Regions from separate parts of the Mus musculus genome. Here region 1 is linked to region 2. Evidence: chromatin contacts called from public Hi-C data. All regions are on one chromosome and are shown on one strand. The core of a region is the stretch at or near the end of the contact, and the rest is flanking DNA. Distances in the headings are between cores, read along the strand shown. Region 1 holds the start of Hsd17b3 (hydroxysteroid (17-beta) dehydrogenase 3). Region 2 has its middle 3.5 kb from the start of Gm30999.

What was found. Hi-C and Micro-C count contacts between places; a contact is called where the count stands out from the background.
Region 1: a Hi-C map of liver shows a contact between it and region 2, with 17 times the contacts expected there. The contact joins the promoter of Hsd17b3 here to the enhancer-like site in region 2. A contact is called at or near these places in 11 of 39 promoter capture datasets (3T3-L1-derived adipocytes, the C10 cell line, the HPC-7 cell line and 5 more), 4 of 15 datasets of contacts at CTCF or cohesin (embryonic stem cells, liver, pro-B cells and 1 more), 96 of 484 Hi-C or Micro-C datasets (8-cell embryo, the AML12 cell line, the AtT-20 cell line and 41 more), 15 of 115 datasets of contacts at active chromatin or transcription factors (astrocytes, embryonic stem cells, hepatocytes and 3 more) and 3 of 9 other capture datasets (adipose tissue, liver and pancreatic islet).

The regions. Positions count from the first base shown.
Region 1 is chr13:64,085,680-64,091,147 of GRCm38.p6, reverse strand. Hsd17b3 (hydroxysteroid (17-beta) dehydrogenase 3) reads left to right here and starts at 1,947. Exons shown (of 11, transcript NM_008291.3): 1 at 1,947-2,161; 2 at 3,931-3,977. The coding sequence starts at 2,020.
Region 2 is chr13:64,050,023-64,055,404 of GRCm38.p6, reverse strand. No RefSeq gene overlaps it. Among named protein-coding and RNA genes, the nearest start is that of Gm30999, 3.5 kb to the left of the region's middle. Within about 2 kb of position 2,949, at least 2 of the 459 cell types and tissues checked have an H3K27ac peak or open chromatin away from gene starts, as enhancers often do. A contact at or near this core is called in hepatocytes and liver, where this site is marked.

The DNA of each region.
Region 1 (5,468 bases), core at 698-3,197, 37 kb before region 2:
ATGTAATACAGCATGGTAGTGGAATGAAGACAAATTGCATAATCATTTCAACGGACATAGAAATGCTCTTGACATGGGCTGGAGAGATGGCTCAGCGGGTAAGAGCACTGACTGCTGAGTTCAAATCCTAGCAACCACATCGTGGCTCACAGCCATCCTTAATGAGATCTGATGCCCTCTTACGGTGTGTTTGAAGACAGCTACAGTGTACTTAGATATAATAATAAATTAATTAATTAAAAAAAAGAAATGTTTTTGACAAAATTCAACATCCTTCAGGGCTGAAAACCACAATTAGGAGCAGCAGGATCAGACCTCCCCACGCTGACACCTGTCTGTGAGAACCCAGCAGTGAATATTATACCAAATGGGGAAAAGCAGAAAAGATTTCTTCTAAACCAGAGATGAGAAAGAACGTCTACTTGGTCTACTAATTAGTGATCACAATAAGGTCCTGAGCTATGTTCTAGTATTTTCTTCCTTCTTTCCTTTTGTTTTCTTCCCCCAGATAGTCTCAAGTAGCCCAGGCTGTCCTTAAATCACAACATAGCCTAGGCTGTCCTTGAATTCACAACGTAGCCAGTAATAACCTTGAATTTCTGGTCTTCCTACTTCCACTTCTCGAATGCTGTGATTACAGCTGTGTGCCCCATGCCTGGTTTATGCAGTGCAAATGATCAAACATAGGTTTTTGTGTGTGCTAGGCAAACACTCCACCAACGGAGCTATGTATTTAACCCTGGAAAGTATGGTCTAAAAGTGAGTTTATCCTTTTTGCTTTACTTTTGGTGTTAATGAGTTATTGGGTCATCGTTTTGGCAACAGTAAATTCCTCGAAGGCCTAAGTGGCTTGGAAACTTTGAGTGTCTAGTAGAGCTTCCTGCATGAACATATATGTAAATCAGGAATAGTACCAGGAATAGCTGGTGTAGTTCAGGAGATAAATTTTTAAATTAAGTTATATTAAATTTAAATATAACCATATATAGTGTTGGTGGCTACTGTGTTGTTTCTCCAATGTCTTTTCTACTTCTTGTCCGGGAGTATCACACAAAGTTTAATATTTAACAGCTCATAATCAATTTACTAAAATGATTAGCTCAAGCTCAGGTGTTTGCAATGGTGACTTTAATATCTATCTATCTATCTATCTATCTATCTATCTATCTATCTATCTATATCTATCCATATACATACATATACATGTATATATATACATACATATACATGTATATATATATACATACATACATATACATGTGTGTGTGTGTATATATATATATATATATCTTAGTTTGTATAATTTTTTTTGTTTGTATGTTTTCAGGGCTGACCATTTGGTATTAGATAATCAATTGGTGTGCTCTTCCCTGGGGAAGAGTCCTTATTAGTTGCTTATAGTTCTTGTGTAGGGTTGAGGCCTAGTGGACTATCCCAGGCTTACTTTGGCAATGCCTACTGATGTTGTCCTTGTTTTGCCAGTCATGCTGGGTGAGACTTTATGGTGTAGCTTTTGACATTAGTAAGGAAAGACTCTTTCCAAGTGGCCAGTGTTTTCCTCTGAACACTGCCTTCCCATGGGACTGCAGGACTTCCCACAGGCTCCATCGCCTCCCACATCCCCACCACGCAGGGGATCAGGCTTTTAATGCAGAGACCTCCTTTGGAGATCAAGTCACAAGACCAAGTCTCTTTGGAGACTCCCAGAGTGCTCTGTTTCCTCTCTCTGGGTTTCACTTGTCTTCAAGTCTACTGTCTTCTTTACCCAGTACCTCCACAGCCACAGAAGCCCTAACCATGCTGTAAAGATATTATTAAGAATACTTGATTCAGATGCCTGCGAATCACAAGGTTACATAAAGAAGTTCCTCTAATCTAAATGCTCCCAGATACATGGAACACACCCAGAGCCTCCTCAGAGGAGATCTGGCGGGCACCCAGGCCACTTGCCCTGGGAATCACACGGGGATAAAGACCAGGTCCAGCAGCATCTCCAGCAAGACAGCTCCAGAGGAGGCCATGGAGAAGCTCTTCATTGCTGCAGGGCTCTTCGTGGGCCTGGTTTGCCTGGTGAAGTGCATGAGGTTCTCGCAGCACCTTTTTCTGAGGTTCTGCAAGGCTTTGCCAAGCTCTTTCCTGCGATCAATGGGACAATGGGCAGGTAAGAAGATTCTCCCAGTCTTATTCTCTTATTCTTACGTCTCAGAATGCCTCTGTGACTCCGCACAACATGTAATGGTGTGACTAGACAGCATGTGTGGAACTAGAACTGTCTGGAAAATCAAGGTATGGATCAGGAGATGGGGAAGGGGACTGCCCCCCAGGTTTCCCTCGTGTCTGTTGCTTTGCTAGATTTACTTCTTTTTGGAGTCTTTCTAATAATACCAATAATAAACCAGGCAGAGGTACCGAGTTCTCACCTATAGATTTCCAGATTTCTAAACTCTTGGCTGGTGTGCTTACATTTTATTAAAGGGAGTTTCAAAAAATTTTTTAATCCAAATGTTAATTTATTTTTTTAAAAATGCATTCTGTGCCTCTATTCACTAAACTTGGCAACTTTGTAAACTTTCTCATGGATTTTTTTTTTTTTAATGACCATATGAGAATTGTTTAGGATGGACCCATGGATTTCTAACGGATGCTTCTTACACTTCCACTGCGTATGCACACGTGTACATACGTGTGTATGAATATATGGTATGTACACACGTGTGTTTGCTGCTTTTATTACTTACTAAGCCACTGAGCTTGTGTATTCTGGATCTGAATACCCTACCAGGCACAGTCAAATGCCCGAGTATCTGTGCAGCTAGAACCCTGCACAGCTGCCGCCCATGAAATGCCCGAGTATCTGTGCAGCTAGAACTCTGCATAGCTGCTGCCCACGTAGCCCTTCTAAGAACACTCCCCAAAGAGCAGTTAAGATGCAGCCAGAAACTCTGTGGCTTCAAAGTGAGAGGTACAATGTTAGCTTGTTTGAGAGTTAGGAATGAATAAGATAACCATGAGGAAATATGCGATGTCGTCAGGAACAGACAAACCAGGGAGGGAACAGATTTCACATAGAGAACAGGAAACTCTGGGAACAAGGCTGGAAGATACCCAGAGAAAAAGTATACTGATATCTATGCTCAATAAACGTGAATCTTTTTGTTATTTTTAAATAAAAATAGTGGGTTTTAATGAACATTTTAAAAACTGTGTCTAAAAAAAAATGTGTGCCCTTTAATGCTTGGTGCCAAGGTCAGCTGCAGGTAGGTATATTTGTGGTGACTTGTGAAACTTGTAATTGTGGTCGTCTGTCTCCAATTTTGGAAACGAAGGGCTTGAAAGCCTATGAAATTGTTGGGTACTAGTAGATAGTGGTATTGGGGGCTAACTATCCAAGGTCCTCAGGTCCCTGCATCCCCCATACACATTCCTGTATCCTCTTTGCCAGGTTCCCTATCTTCCAAGGCATTGAGGGCCACGGACCTATGGGGTGAAGGAGGGGAGGGGCCAGATTGCACTTCTCAGAAGGAACCCTGAGGTGTTCTTAGGGTGAGCAATGGGCAGGAATGAAGCAATGACAGTGTACATGCTTGCCCTTGAGTTGCTAAGGTTGTACTGCCCCAAGCCTGGATAAAATACTTGTTGGCTTAGTGCTTGGCTACATTTCATAGTGTGTTTTCTAGACTCACAGATCCCTCCAAAAGCGCGCACACACACCCCCACCTACACACACACACACACCCCAAAGACAAAACAGAAAAGCCCTTCACCCTTCACTTGCAGTGTTCTAACCAGGTTACCAAAGGCTGGAAACCTTGGAGTGGAGCAACGTGGCTTTGTGGTATTGAGCATTCTAGACAGAGATATACAAGAGACTGCGAGAGAGAGGCTTGAAGATGTGTCCTCTTGTTTCAAGGCTGCCACTGTTTCTTTCAGTGATTACCGGAGCAGGCGATGGCATCGGGAAAGCCTATTCATTTGAGGTGAGGTGGCTCCTTTTTGTGGTATGGATTTTGGAGACCGGTTCTTGCCATGTCTCACAGGCTGACCTCAAATGGATCTAGGTAGCTTTCTAGGTAGCTGAGACTACAGGTGAGTTCCACCAGCCTAGCTTTGAAGCTACCCTCCAGGCAACGATCCCTCCCTTGTGATAAGCATCCACCCTACCCAACACTTTCCTGTGTACAAAGATTATAGACATTCATTTAAAAAGTAAAATACCGGGGCTGGAGAGGTGGCTCAGCGGGTAAGAGCACTGACTGCTCTTCCGAAGGTCCTGAGTTCAAATCCCAGCAACCACATGGTGGCTCACAACCACCTGTGATGAGGTCTGACGCCCTCTTCTGGTGCATCTGAAGACAGCTACGGTGTACTTACATATAATAATAAATAAATAAATCTTTAAAAAATAGATGAAAAAGTAAAATACCTTTAGTATGAGAGTAGACTGAAAAAGATCATAATCCCATCCCTTAGACACTTAAAAAAAGGTTTATTTTATAGGTGTTCATGTTTGTGTGTTTATATGTGTATGCCACTTACATACCCAGAAGAGGGCATCAGATCCCTTTGAGCTGGTGTTACAGGTGATTGTGAGCCACCAATGTGGTGGCGCACGCCTTTAATCCCAGTACTTGGGAGGCAGAGGCAGGAGGATCTCTGTGAGTTCAAGGCCAGTCTGGTCTACATAGTGAGTTCCAAAAAAGCCAGGGCTACATAATAAGACCTTGTCTCAAAATAAGTAAGAAAATAAATCCCTTTTATTTATCCTATACTAGTAGGAAACATACTAATTCAAAATTTATTTCTGTAGATTAGATGTATCAAGTATAGCCGTTGTTTCAAAAACACTGGGGAGGCTGAGACAGGGGATTTCCCCCGGCAAACTGATTAACTAGACTAGACAATTAATGAGGTCTGGGTTCAGCGAGAGTTGTTGCCAAAGTCAGTTAATTGGAGAATGATTAAAAAGGAAACTTCAGGTCTCCACACGCACAAGCAGCCACATGCGTGCTAGGCTAGCCTGCACATACATGTGAGCCCATGAGCATTTAAACACTCTCACACACACCACATGTGTGTACACAGAAAAAAAAGTGTGTAAGTCTTGATAAAGAATACTGTAAAACCTCAGTGAGAGGAGCCAGTCTCCTAAACAACGGAGACAGACAGATATTCAGAACTTGCCAACTTCCCCCAAATTCCTTTCAAATCCCATGTCATATACATCATTGCTTTTTAAAAAGCTATATTTAGTTGTTAGCATTTCCTTATATCAAAAATATTGTCTTTAGTTTTACTTATGTTTTTTTCACATATATTTATTTGTGTGTGTGTCTGTCTGTCTGTCTATGTGTGTGTGTGTGTGTGTGTGTGCACCATGGTATGCATATAGAGGTCAGAGGTCAACTGCAAAGTCCATTTTCTCCTCCATCAAGTGGGTTCTGCAGATTGAACTCAGGTCATTGAACTTG
Region 2 (5,382 bases), core at 1,700-4,199:
GACCCAAGGCTACATTCCAAATTGACAGCTGAATCTGGATTGTGTAAGAGTTTCCCTACAGGGTATTACTGGTTTTGACATCATGGAAGCTACAAGCTTGAAGGATGTCATGGAGAGAAGCTAAGGGTTGGTATAAGCGTAAAATTTTCTCAAACTACTTTAAAAAGACTTCAAACTCTCCTCTAGCCTACCACTCAACAGAGGTAGTTGAAGAGAAAAGTTATTAGGACATGAGGGAAGACCTGTTTAGAAATAGTTCTTTGAGGGAGAGTTCAGTCTTTGTTGTCAAGATATCAGCAGTTCAGACCAGTAGCAACACCAAATATGAACCAGCAGCTGCAGTCCAGTCCAGTTGACAATCGCCACACATGAACCAGCAAGGGCAGTTCAATCCAGAAGAAACCACAAGGCTCACCAACTGGTCTAAGGCTGTGGAAGCAGCAAGAAGCCACAGGAACCTCACCAGAAGTTCTTTGGCAAGTTTCTCTCAATGGAGTTTTCATAAGCGGAGCTCAGCGACACAATGTAAGAACCAATACTTGTGTGTTGTTAGTGAAGAATATTGAGACAGAGCAAAGCAAACAAGTGCTCAAACTCCCACTGTCTGTGGGGTCATATTTATATTCCTTCATCACATGTCTGCTATAGCAAAACACTCTTTCACATGTCTGCTTCGGCAAAACATCCTTTTACTTGTGTGCCCCAGCAAAACATCATTTGACATAACTGACTTTCCAAAGAAACAAGAAATTCCCACGCTAGGCAGGCACCATGTAGTAGGGTCAGGGTTCCTGAGGAGAGGCAAGGTGGACATTGGTGAAGGTACAGCCTCAGTTGTGGTGGAGACCCCAGCGTATTAGAGATGACCACCGAGAAGAGAGTGAGCAAGCAGTGTATATTCTGGATGCCACAGCCAGAGATGTGGAACCACCCGAGCCATTTGAAATCAGATTGTGTGTGAGTCCCAGATGCAGGACACTGAGCTTTTTTATACTGTTGAATCTTCCATTTGAATTGAGCTACTGTAACTGTGCCCTTGGTCTTCCTTGTTGATATAAGAAACTTTTTTTTTTTTTTAAGAGCCTCAAGTTCCAGCCTCAGCTTGAAAGGAGGTCCTGAGGTGAATGGAAGCAGCTGAAGAAGGACTTGGAGTCAGTGATGGATGCAAACTGACAGCTCTGTGATCTGCTGAGATAGCTCTCTTTTGCAGACCAAAGCACAGTCTTTTATTTGCATAAGCTACTTCCTTAGAGATTGCATATCAGTTTAATCATTTACCCAGGCTCCACTTTGATCACTCCACAAATCAGCATTTAATGACCTTAGCCCCTTGACTCTTAGAAATACAAAGCACATTCAAGGCAAATGAACCAGACAGCAAGCACTTAAAAAAAAAAAAAAGTAAGACCTATGCATTTCGATAGGCACAGCACTTGTGGTTGCCAAGGCTAGAGATAGAGTCTGGTTTTATGTGAGAAAGTTAGCTTTTAGTATAATGCTTTTTACAATTTTTTTTGCAAAAAAAAAAAAAAAAAGCCCTCTCTTGTTTTGTGCTGATGTAAGCAGCACTGAAGCTCATTTTTATAATTCTTAGCTACCTCAATATATTCTTTTAATCTTTGGATTTTTTTCATTTTTATCTCAGCAACTCCAAAGCTTATTATTGGAAAGTATTAAGCAATCCCAGAAAGGAATATTATTAAGCTATCATCTTTTTTCTTGATACCAGACCTTTTGTCTCTCCCCACCTCTATTTGGATTGCACATATAACTACCTCCTTCAGGGAGTAGAATATCTGGATCAAATTTAGTTGTTGATGGCTTCTGGGGAGGAGACCACCATTTACCACTAATATTGTATAACTGTCTATCTGAGCCTTGTTTTTTTTTTTAAACTATTCCTTTCTCTTTTGTGATCAAGGTTTTTTCCTCTATTGACCAAGTCATGTCTCCTTTAATATCTTTCTGACTAAGCTGACTCACTAGTGCAGCTGCCTCTGTTCTTTTGGGTCCATGAAGCCCCTCATACAATTCATATGGCATCCTTATATTGCCTAGTTGAGAAACCCTGTAAAGAACAGTTCTTTATACTGATTTGTGTATTCATGTTTTCGGAGTTCTTTCCCACAGCCTTCAGGGCTTTTCTGAAGATCTTGAGACACATTCTCACTTCCTGGAATCATGCCGCGGGGAGAGCGTTCTCTGAAGGAGGAACATGAGAAAAGCATGTACATTATTATGCACACAAGCTTTCTACTTAGAGCATCTGTCAGCTCTTGAGGAGATCCACATCTTTCTGGCTCTGCTCCAGAGGAGGTGGGTGGGGAACCTTGTCATATTGTCCCTTCGGAAGCCTTGCCAGACCCAGCAAAAGAGGCCACAGTTAAGTGAATTTTGGATATTTAAAGATAACTTGATATTTTTTGTTTGTTTGGCTTTTTTGTTTGTTTGATTTTTGTTTTTCAATACAGAGTTTTTCTGCAGCCCTGGCTGTCCTGGAACTTGCTTTGTGGACTGGGCTAGCCTTGAATTCAGAGATCTGCCTGCCTCTGCCTCCCTCTCCAGTGCTGGGATTAAAGATGTGCACCAGCACGCCTTGCTGATAACTTGAATGTTTTAATCACCAAAGTTTTTAAAGACTGGGGTTTTTTAAGTTATACTGTTTTTATGTTGTGATAGTAACACAATCCTGGGATAAACAAGGAAGGAAAGGTTATGACTTAATAGTGATACATTTGTGTATCAAATTGAAAAGGAATTAATTGTACTGTGTTTATTTATTTATTTATTTATTTATTTATTTATTTATTTATTGTCAGCTTGGCACAAGCTGAAGTCACTTGGGAACAAGGAACTTCAGTTGAGCAATTGCTTTAGTCACACTGACCTGTGTATATTTCTGTAAAGCATTTTCTCGATTAATCATTGATGTGAGAGAGACGAGTCTACTGTGGTTAATGTCACCCTTGACAAGTGGTCAAAAAACACACTGGGCATGTCAATCAGCTGCTTGCCTCTGAAAGATCCTGACAGAATGTAAAAGGTCACAGAAGCCCTGAAATTGGCAAGATAGATGTCACTGTTAGCAGAACTAGCTTCACTGATTTAGAAAAATAGAGGTGCACAATGCTCTGGCCACTCCTTGAACCTGTGTGTCTGCCAATGTTTTGACCGTTCCTTGACTCATGTGTGTGCCCACTGATGAAACCCATTGCCAGGTGTTTGTGATATTGGTTGCTGAGAAAGAGTCAGAAAATCTCCCCAGCAACCACAGCCTGGCCAATCCTGAGTTGATACACCTGCACCAGACTCTTTCCTTGTACCCCTCCCATACCCATTTCTTGAGAATAGACACTGTTTAGATCTGGAAATCCCCTACTCCCCGCTTCTCCTTTCTCCCCTGAGGGCCTATAAAAACTGGGACCTCTTTCCCCTCGAGGTCGACTCCTCTACCCCTGCGTGGGATATGAGTCATCCCCAGAGCTCTGGCTTTCCCTGAATAAACCTCATGTGGTTTGCATCAAGCTTGGTCTATCGTGAGTTCTTGGGTGTCTGCTATTGTTATGAGGCCTGAGCGAGGGGCTCCTCTCAGAGTCTTTCACCTCCATGGTCTCTGCTTCAGTTCCTGCCTCAAGGTTCCTGCCTTGTGGCCCTGTCTTGACTTCCTTCAGTGATTGAGTATGACCTGGGTTCTGAAAGGTGAAATAAACCCTTTGCTCCCCTAAGTTTTGGTCAATGTTTTATAACATTAGTAGAAAAGCATACTTACTATGGTTTGGGTAAATGTCCTCAAAGACACACATGTTAAGTTTGGTCCCCATCCTGTGGTGCTATTGGGAAGTAATAGGGCATTTAAGAGGTAGGACTAGTGAGACTAGTACCACTAGTCTCTTCACGCCTTTCTCTTTGCTTCCCACTGGCTGCGAAAGTATGTAGTTCCTTCTGAGGCCATGCACACACCATGGTTTTCTTCCTGGCCACAGGTCTGAAAACAATGAGGCCAATTGATCATGGAATACAATTATGTGCCCTTCTTAGTGGGTTATCTCAGGTGTTATGTTTTGTCACACTGAGAAAGAACTAATGACATTGTGGTCTACAGGATGTATTATTAGGGTTGCTGGAACACATGTTCTTGAGGCTGCAGGTTGGACCCACCTGCTCGGGAAGAAGAGGACTCCATTTCAAAGACAACTAGTTAGTTCTGGCCAGAGAAAGCTGACTGCCATCCTGGGGCCAGAAGGACTTACCAGGTTGTGCTTCCTCTGAGGCCAAAGGCAGGCTTCTCTGTAGTCGGCCAGTAGGCTTTGAGTTTTCTGAGTCCTGGCTCCACAATGCCCTCTAATGGTCTTGTAGAGAAACTGTGGTGTTGCTCCTACCTAGTCCTTTAGAAAATTCACTGTTGGGTCTGACTTAATGGAGAGGATGTTCTTCAATTTCTTTCTCAAGATTTTAAAGCAGGTGAGGGATGTGTGTGTGCGTGCGTGCATTCATTACAAGAAGGGACAGGAAAGGAGAACATGACAGGACCTGTTTAGGTGGCATAGATTCTAATAAGAAGCCTGACAGTGGTAAGAGTGGACAGTCTCTTCGTCTCTCTGGATTGAGCTCACCACATCACTCAGGAGAAGGTTGGTTTCATAATCTTTCTTTTTTGGTTAGATTGCAAATAGGTTTTAAAAAGTGATTTTAAAACCATATTTAAAAGGTAAATTTCCTAGTTACTAACAAGTAGATAGGTCAGAAACTATAGGGGGAAAAAAAGGAGAAAAAAGAGCCACCTCTCAGGATTAACCGTCCTTTACTCATGGTAAGTTGACTTTTCTTTGAGTTTCTTACTAAATTGATTTATTCTTCCTCCCCTTCCTCTCCCCCCACCCCAAGGTGGAGATTAGAGAAAGACATGCAGAAAGAATTCAATTCTTTCCTTTTACAATGTGGGTCATGGAGCTTGAACTCAGGTCACCGGGGTTAGGGGCAGGCATGTTTATCTGCTGAGCTATCTCGTCAGCCTGTAGATTGCTTTTTCTAATTCCTTTATGTGTTTGCAGTAGACTCAGATTATTAGATACAAGCCGCTAGGCAAGAGGTGCCTTGCAGCAATCAAAACACCTGCTCTCATGACTAAACACAATTTATCCTTTTGTTTTGCATCTAGATGGATTTCCATCTTTAAAATTTTATAAATAACACAACATTATCCATCCTCGTATGCATTCATTCCACTTTGCTGTTGTTTATACTTTAAAAACTCATGTGCTGCATTTTTCAGTTATTTAAAATGTGCGGTTCATGGGCTGGGGAGTTGGCTCTGGTGGCCAAGTGCTTGCTGTGTAAGCATGCAGACCCAAGTTCGGGTCCCCAGTGCCCATGTAAAGCCCT